Regions from separate parts of the Zea mays genome. Here region 1 is linked to region 2. The links are chromatin contacts, called in public Hi-C maps. All regions are on one chromosome and are shown on one strand. Each heading gives the region's core, a stretch centred on a gene start, on an enhancer-like site or on the middle of the called end of the contact. The rest is flanking DNA. Distances are from core to core; before and after follow the strand shown.

Evidence for each region. A called contact is a pair of places that touch in the nucleus more often than the background predicts.
Region 1: a Hi-C map of ear shows a contact between it and region 2, with 3 times the contacts expected there. The contact joins the promoter of LOC103632940 here to the promoter of LOC100284190 in region 2. A contact is called at or near these places in 3 of 25 Hi-C or Micro-C datasets (ear and tassel).

Annotation. Positions count from the first base shown.
Region 1 is chr7:139,258,008-139,261,970 of Zm-B73-REFERENCE-NAM-5.0, forward strand. LOC103632940 (cinnamoyl-CoA reductase 2) reads right to left here and starts at 1,373. Exons shown (of 6, transcript XM_008654648.3): 1 at 985-1,373; 2 at 691-860; 3 at 362-547; 4 at 55-217. The coding sequence starts at 1,231.
Region 2 is chr7:139,003,817-139,007,981 of Zm-B73-REFERENCE-NAM-5.0, forward strand. LOC100284190 (dihydroflavonol-4-reductase) reads left to right here and starts at 2,327. Exons shown (of 6, transcript NM_001157086.2): 1 at 2,327-2,512; 2 at 2,605-2,774; 3 at 2,848-3,036; 4 at 3,154-3,316; 5 at 3,405-3,594; 6 at 3,704-4,141. The coding sequence starts at 2,395. The coding sequence ends at 3,893.

The sequences.
Region 1 (3,963 bases), core at 123-2,622, 250 kb after region 2:
AGTAATTATCCAACCAGTGGATATTTGAAACTAGCAGGAATATATAAAAGCCACCTTTTATAATGTAGACGAGGAGTTCGCTGCTGGCATTGATCAGCGGCTGCAGGAGTGGGCCTAAAACGATACAAGGGCAGACCGTGACAACAATCAGCCCGTTCTTCTCTCCATACTCCACTGCAGTTTCTTCAGCAATCGTCTTGGCAGCACAGTACCAGTTCTGCAAGAACAGCTAGTTAGGCCTAACATAGTCCTCCCTGGCAGCATCAGTTGGAAACAAGAACTGGTAATGAATGGTAAAAAAGCTAGGTGAAGTCATATTAACAGCCAGAAGAATTGACGGGACTGGAATTGCATCGCTAACCTCGTTCTTAATGCATAAATCTCTGTCTGACCAGCAACTCTCGTCTTTGGTTCTACCTTGGGGCCAGCTCGGGTTAAAGTAAACGGCAGCCGTGGACGAAACCACGACAACTTTCTGAACGTTGTTTGCCGAGCAGGCCTGGAGGACGTTCAGAGTGCCCTTGACAGCAGGAGACAGCACCTCGGACTGCATGGGTTTGTTTCACTCGGCATATGGTTAAGCAGCAAAAACGTCCATAAAACTATTGAGCAATAGATTTAAGAGGAGAGCAGTAGCTAGGTGCCAATGTCAATCCGACGATTATCCGAGGAGATTGGACCGGGACTTGCCTCGGGATCGAGGACTTTGTCCGCGGGCACAGGGGAGGCGACGTGGAAGACGCCCTCGCACGCGACGACCGCGGTCGCCAGGGCGTCGCGGTCGAGCACGTCGGCCTTGAACAGGCGCAACCTCTCCCGGGCCCCGTCCAGCTGTTGCAGGTGGGCGTTCTTGGGATCACCTTGAAGCAGAGAGCCGGCCGACATGCATGAGTCCCCCGGCCCCAACTCCCAGCGCGTGTTCACGCAGACGCAAACGCAGAAGCAGCTGGAGAGCGGCATGGGGTGTGCATGCTTGTTACTTACTTGGGTCGCGGACAGTGGCGTGCACGGCGTAGCCGCGGGAGAGCAGGAGCTTGACGAGCCATGAGGCGACGTACCCGCCGCCACCGGTTACGCATACGCGTGGTGGCGGCGGCGACGCCATCCCGCTGCAGTGCAGGGCCTCACTGAAGCTTCCTCCTCCGGTCCTCCTCTTCGTCCGTATATACCCGCCACGGCTTGTCCGTATATTGCCAGTTGCCACTTGCTTGCAACCCAGCACCAGCAGCATAGTATATAGTATATACACAAGACGGAAATCGACAAGAAGAAGAACACGCAGAAAGAGCCGGCCGCGAAGGATGCAAACGACCAAAAATGCACATTCAACTCTGCAGGTCAGCTGAAAGTCGTCGCACGCTCCCCTTTTCGTGTGTTTGGAGTTTGGACATCTTCTGAGCTGAGGGTTGTTTTGTTTTCACAGGGTTGGGTCATCAAAAGAGAGAATTTTTTTTTCCGTAAATGCAGGTTCATCCTATTCCACTGAAATGAATAAACCATCCAACAGACTTTTCGCCGACGATTGAATCTTCGACGAGGATTAATCGATCACGTACTCTCAAGAACACGATCAATACCCTGTAATTTTTCTCTTTGTATTAGTTACCTACTTATATACATCTTGGGTATTCTGGAAGACTGCGATTCACGTACACGGTTCAGAAGTCAGAACAACACCAACACGGTGTCAATTGGAAGAGATCACGGGTAAATATAAGCTCTATAGTGGCGGTCGTAAACCTATTTACAGTGACGTTTTTCGTAACCGCCAGTGTTAGAGGCTAGTAGAAATCACCATTTTTACAGGCGGGTAACTGAGAACCGCCAGTAAAAATCGATTTTCACTGGCGGTCGGCGTAATAAAACCGCCAGTGAAAATCGTTTCCAGGAAACATAAAACAGATTCTAAAAATAACAAAAAAATATTTTTATTAGGAGACTTCGCGGCACACCCCTGTCCATCTCCAACTCTCCATTTAAGTCGTAAGTCGTGGAATTTTTCGTGCACTACACACGGTTGCTACTTGCTAGGAATCGAACCTCTGCCCTCAGCCTCACGCGTACCCTCCTCTACCACTCCGATTATGGCATGATTTGTGTCTAGTGTGTAGTTTTGTTGCCCACATATTACAATCAACTGAGTGTAAATTGCTTGTTTGAGACCATAAACAAATTCAAATAAAATAGTTGTCAACTACAAAGTTGAATAATTTTTAAAGTTCTAAAACTTTCATTTTGACACTTTTTTCATCCGAAGTCGTTTGCAAAATTTGAATTTTAAATTTGACAAATTTAGATACAATTTTTGAGAGCCAAAATGATTTCAAATTAAAAAGTTATCAACTACAAAGTTTTATAATTTTTAGAGATCTACAACTTTTATTTTGATGGTTTCATCATACGAGGTCGTTTGAAAAACTCAAAAAATTAAGGATAAAAATGATTTTTAGTGACAGTTCCTTAAGAAAACCGCCACTATAAATCATATATTTCTGCAGACGGTTTTTATAAGGAACCGCCTCTAGAAATACGATTTCTAGTGGCGGTTTTCTTAAGAAACCGCTACTAAAAATAGTATAAACGATTGATAATCGAATCCGTCTATAAAAATATACCGTATCGCAGGCTTTGAGTCTTTTTCTACTGGTGGATTGGACCGGAACTTTCCTCACGATTGAGGACCTTATCTACGGGCACAGGACACAGGAGAGGCGACCCCTCGTACCCGGCGACCGCGGCCGCCAGGGCGTCGGGATCGGGCATGTCGGCCTTGAACAGGAGCAACCTCTCTCCAAGTCCAAGGCCCTGTCCACAGCTGCCGGAGGTGGGCGTTCTTGGGACCACCTGAAAGCAGAGAGCCAGCCATCATGCGTGAGTCCCCAGTTCCGCTTGCGAGTTGCCACTTGGAGGATTGTCCCAATCCAACACCAAAATACAAGACGCAAATGGACAAGAAGAACACACCGAATGAACCGGCCGGGAAGGAGACAAACGTGCAGGGAACCTCTTTCTTCTGCAAGATTCCGTTTTTGTAACCATCAATCAAGGTTTGCAAGGTATGGTGGCCGATTAAACTAAGCAAATGTGCCATTGATTTTTTTTTTGGTAAAGTCTGGTAGGTGCTCTACCGATTCATCAAAGTGTTGAGGAATATAATGTTCATAACAGGAACTAGAAAAACATAAGGGTTACAACTTACAACAAATAAGCTGGGACAAGCCGCCTAAAGTTTTAAGAGGTGTACTCCTGTGGTCATGCGCTCCAGCATTAGGCTGTCTCCAGCAACGTTCCCTAAATTTCGTCCCCTAAAGGAATATTCCCTGTACTTTACAGAACACTCTAAAAGATTCTGTCCCCTATATATTCTGTGTCTCCAGCAACGTCCCCTAAATTCGGTCCCCTAAAGCTACAGTGTTAACAGAATTCCTTTTTCCATTTCTTTTTTTGTTTTCTTTGATTTGTACCCATTTCATCAAATTGTAAGGCTGATAAAAATAATGTATTCAATATTTTTACAAATAATAATATAAAAAATGGTTCATTCATACTTTCGAATTGTAACAAAAAATAACATTCCATTTTTTGATTTCTGTAATTGTTGTTCAAAAACGTGTCACGGTATTTAAATTGTACGGAAAATTGTTTAGAAAATGTCATGCTTCCACCGTAAGCCACGACACTTATTGAAGAAGCCATCGACTAGCTTCGGCTGCACGACAAGAGTATGGCTTCTCTCCGAAGCGTATCCCTTCTATAAATACTCACTACCTCAACACTTCACTCACACTTCGCATACACTGCTCCACAACAATGAACCCGTTCATAGATTCCAATATTTTTGTTCGCATGGCGCAAGACATGGAAGATGAATACCATGACCTCGAGGTTGCGACGTACCAACATCGTAGGCGTCGTGCACTTAACGAGCGTCGGTATGCTGGTTCCATTCCCGGGCGTGTTCGC
Region 2 (4,165 bases), core at 1,077-3,576:
TTATGTCTATGGGGTCCATGCACATGAATGTAATTTTACACGAATATGTACGTCATGTCGCTACTATAAATAGAGGTACAGTGCCATACATAGGGGGACACGTGAGATACCCGCTCTTGCTACGGAGCCAATCTACATCCAAAATTACATAGTGCTCATATCTTCAAACCATTAACATTAAAAACAAAGGTACTTTTGTAATTAGATGTAAAAAGAGGTAATAACCAAAGGATGAAGATTATATTATTTCATTCGCTTGTAAATGGTACAGATGTTATCTGTTCATTCTCGAATTCGATTTGTCTAAGAGAGCTGAGATTTGATCCATATTTGAGTCCGAGTATTTAGCATCCGATTCGTATAGTAATGTTATCCGTATCTGTATTCTTAAAGTTAGATATTTAACATGTAAATATCCATTCAAATCTTATCCGACACAACCTAATAATATCCGTATCCAATTCGAATCCGAAAAAAAATATGGAAACAAATATAGAACTAGTAATATTCGTCCTTATCTGATTTGATTACACCCCTACTTGTTGTTATGTTTCCATACCTGTCAACTTTTCTAACCTTCTCCATATGATTCACCTTTTTATTATAAGTAAACAAAAAAAGAACGAAAAAACACATTACCTTAATTGTGTTGTCCTATTATAGTGCTACTTAGAAACTCAAACAGGTGACCAACATTATTTTAATGCCTTCTTCACGTGACATGTTTATTTAGTTCTATAAAAGCTTTTATACATGCTCAGTCCATCATCGCTTCTTGAGAGGGGCATCTATTCATTGCAATATTCTAGTTTTGCAGGTTGAGTGTCACAATTATTCCAACGTCACATCAGAATGGTTGGAACTCGGCGATGGTATTTTTATTATTTGTTAGCACTTGATAATTGTTTGATTGTTACTGTTATATTATTCTCTTAAAAATATTACTCTATAATTTATTTGAGATTTCAAATATATTTTAGAAATTTATAATGGTCTCTAGCGTATGATAGGCTGGCGCCAGCATGTCCAAGCCTAATGTTTGGCACACAATCATGTTTGATGATATTGTTTGAAGTAAGTTAGGTCCAACCAGCAGCGTAACGGTTGAGAGACACATGAGGATATAATAACCCATAAAAAATAAATTTAATATCAAAATGAACATATAGTCATTGTCAAATATGTGTTCTAATCACACACTAATAATATTGATATTCAATGGAGAGAATGGTTGATTACAAGTAAGGGTTTGTTTGGTTGCTTTAGTTGAGTGACTAAAAATATCCACAACACATTAAATGACTTATAATAAGACCAAAACGCCCTTGTCATTTTCCTGCTATTAGTGCAACTAAAATAAATGAGGGAAAATATGGAATTAATATGGTTTAATCCCTTTTAGTCATCTTTTGAGGGACTATGGACTAAATCTGTTTAGTCCTGTTTTAGTCCCACCATTTGACAATTTATGGACTAAATGAGACTAAAATGAAGAGACTAATATTTAGTTCATGTAACCAAACAAGACCTAAATGTCTAGTTTATTACGTAATTTATATGAAATAAAATGCACCTTTCACTCAGTTTCGTATGGAAGTTGTCATCGATCTCTTTTATCAAAAGAGATGGCAAAAATATCACTTAGTTTATAACAGAATTAGCCTTGTCTTATGGAAAAAATGAGCCCAAATGCGACATCTTCACAATTTGTTGGTGGTCATCGAGAAACTTGTAACTAGAGCAGCACCACAACAAGTGCATTTCATTTGATCTATGTCTAACTAATTCATATGCATAATGTTAAGTTATTTTTAATTATTTTTAGAAGCCAGACTTTTGTCGAGACCATGTTTATTAATCGATTTTGAAAACAGATCTTGGAATGTCTATATCTATTAATCAATTAATATAGGCCACGCAAACGGACACACTTAATTGAGTGACATCCGTCTAAGCAATTTTGGATTTTAATAGATTGGATAATATACAATATTTCAGCCTCCAATCTTCACATTGAATATGTAGTGGTTGTTTGGTTTTCTGGCTAAGGCGTCATAATTTGTCTAATTTTTATGTATAAGATTAGTTATTCGAGCGACTAACCCTAGTCAAATTAAACCAAACAGCCCCGTCATCTTCATGTAATTAAAAAACCATCTAAAGCCCTTTTAACTCAACGTGACTTAGACACTTTTTTTATTGTTAACACTTAATAATTGTTAATAGTTGTATGTTTGATTCTTGTCCGGCTCCGCCGCTACTACTTGCCATGCGACAAACGTGCTCAGAACTCGCTGCGGACGCTAGCGATCGTCTATCGATATAAGACGAGCAGCTTAGCAGTGGCTGTGACACGGGAAAGGAGTACGGAGTACCGGAGACATCGTCAACGCCATGGCCGGAGGAGGTGCAACGGTGTGCGTGACCGGAGCCGGCGGGTTCATCGCCTCGTGGGTAGTGAAGCTCCTGCTCTCCCGCGGGTACACCGTGCACGGCACCGTCCGCCACCTCAGTGCGCAACCTGGCATCCACCCTTCCTCTCCTTCCCTGTCCTGTTGGACGTACTGGTTTCGCTTGCATATTCAGGACGACACGGCATTTCAGGTGACGAGAAGACAGGCCACCTGAAGCGCCTGGAGAATGCTGCCGGAAACCTTAGGATCTTCAAGGCTGACCTGCTGGACTACGACGCCATGGCAGCTGCGGTCGTCGGGTGCCAGGGGGTTTTCCATGTGGCCACTCCTGTGCCTTCGGAGGACCTGACTGACCCAGAGGCAAGTTCTGTTTGTTTCCCGCTTTCGTTGAATCTGATGTTCTCTCTTAATTCAGAAACAATATAATGTGCAGCTACAAATGCTGGGTCCTGCTGTTACCGGCACCACGAATGTGCTCAAAGCTGCCTCCAGCGCGAACGTCCAGCGAGTGGTGGTGGTGTCGTCCATGGTTGCCGTCGAGATCAGCCCCAAAGATTGGCCTGAAGGTAAGGTCCGAGATGAGAGGTGCTGGTCAGACCGAGAGTTCTGCAGGAGCATTGAGGTAAACTTTACTAGTAACTTCTGCATGTTGCGTACGTAGTTTTAGAGGACGCACGGCCAAGATCTGTTATTTTGGACGATTATTGCAAGATCTGCTTAGCCGGTTTGTGTACTCCAGAGCTGGTACCCGGTGGCTAAGATCATCTCAGAGGAGGCGGCGCTGGCGTACGGGCAGCAAACCGGGCTCGACGTGGTGACTATCAATCCAGGGTTGGTGTTCGGCCCCATGCTGCAGCCGACGGTCAACACGACCATCCAGTTCCTCATCTACTTCCTCAAAGGTTGGCACTTGACATGTACTAGCTATCTGTCTCCCGATCCATTCATAGCTAGCTCACGACATCCACGCCGGCCGATGCATGCATGCAGGAGGCCCCGACCCGGTGAAGAACAAGCTCTGGCATATCGTCGACGTCCGTGATGTGGCCGACGCCATGCTGCTGCTCTACGAGGTGCCTGAAGCGACCGGCAGACACATCTGCGCGCCTCATGTTATCAGTGCCCGCGACCTGCTGGATCTGCTGAAGAGCATGTACCCTGACTACCCTTGCATTGCCAAGTAAAAGATCTCGCTTCTACTATTCTATACAGTAAGATGAAAAGATTACAAAAAAGGTAACTCTCCCATTTTTGCTAAATGTTGCATCTGGTGGCTAATTGAATGGCAGCGAGAGCATACTTGACAGAGACCACCCAGCGCCGATGACCTCTGACAAGCTGAAGAAGATCGGGTGGAGCTGCCGACCGCTGGAGGAGACGATCGTGGACACCGTCGAGTGCTGCCTGCGGGCTGGATTTCTGGACCATGTGGGTGGGGAGACTTCCTGTCGCTTCCCTCCTCTTTTAAACCAGATCTAGCCTCGGCGAAAGCATGAATTGTGATTGCCTATGCTCTTGCTTATGTTACCGTGGACGACGAGCGTCAGCTTTTAAATAAACGTTGTTGCATGCTGTTGTATTCCTTATATTACTGTGGACAAGCATCGATCAGAGCTTTTAAATAAATGTCATTCCATGTGTTGTATTCGGTGGTGGTGCTCACGTGAATGTGATCTCGAACTAATTCTAAGATTAATTAAGACTTACTCACTCCGTTCTTTTTTATTTGTCGCGCTTTAGTTCAAAAATAA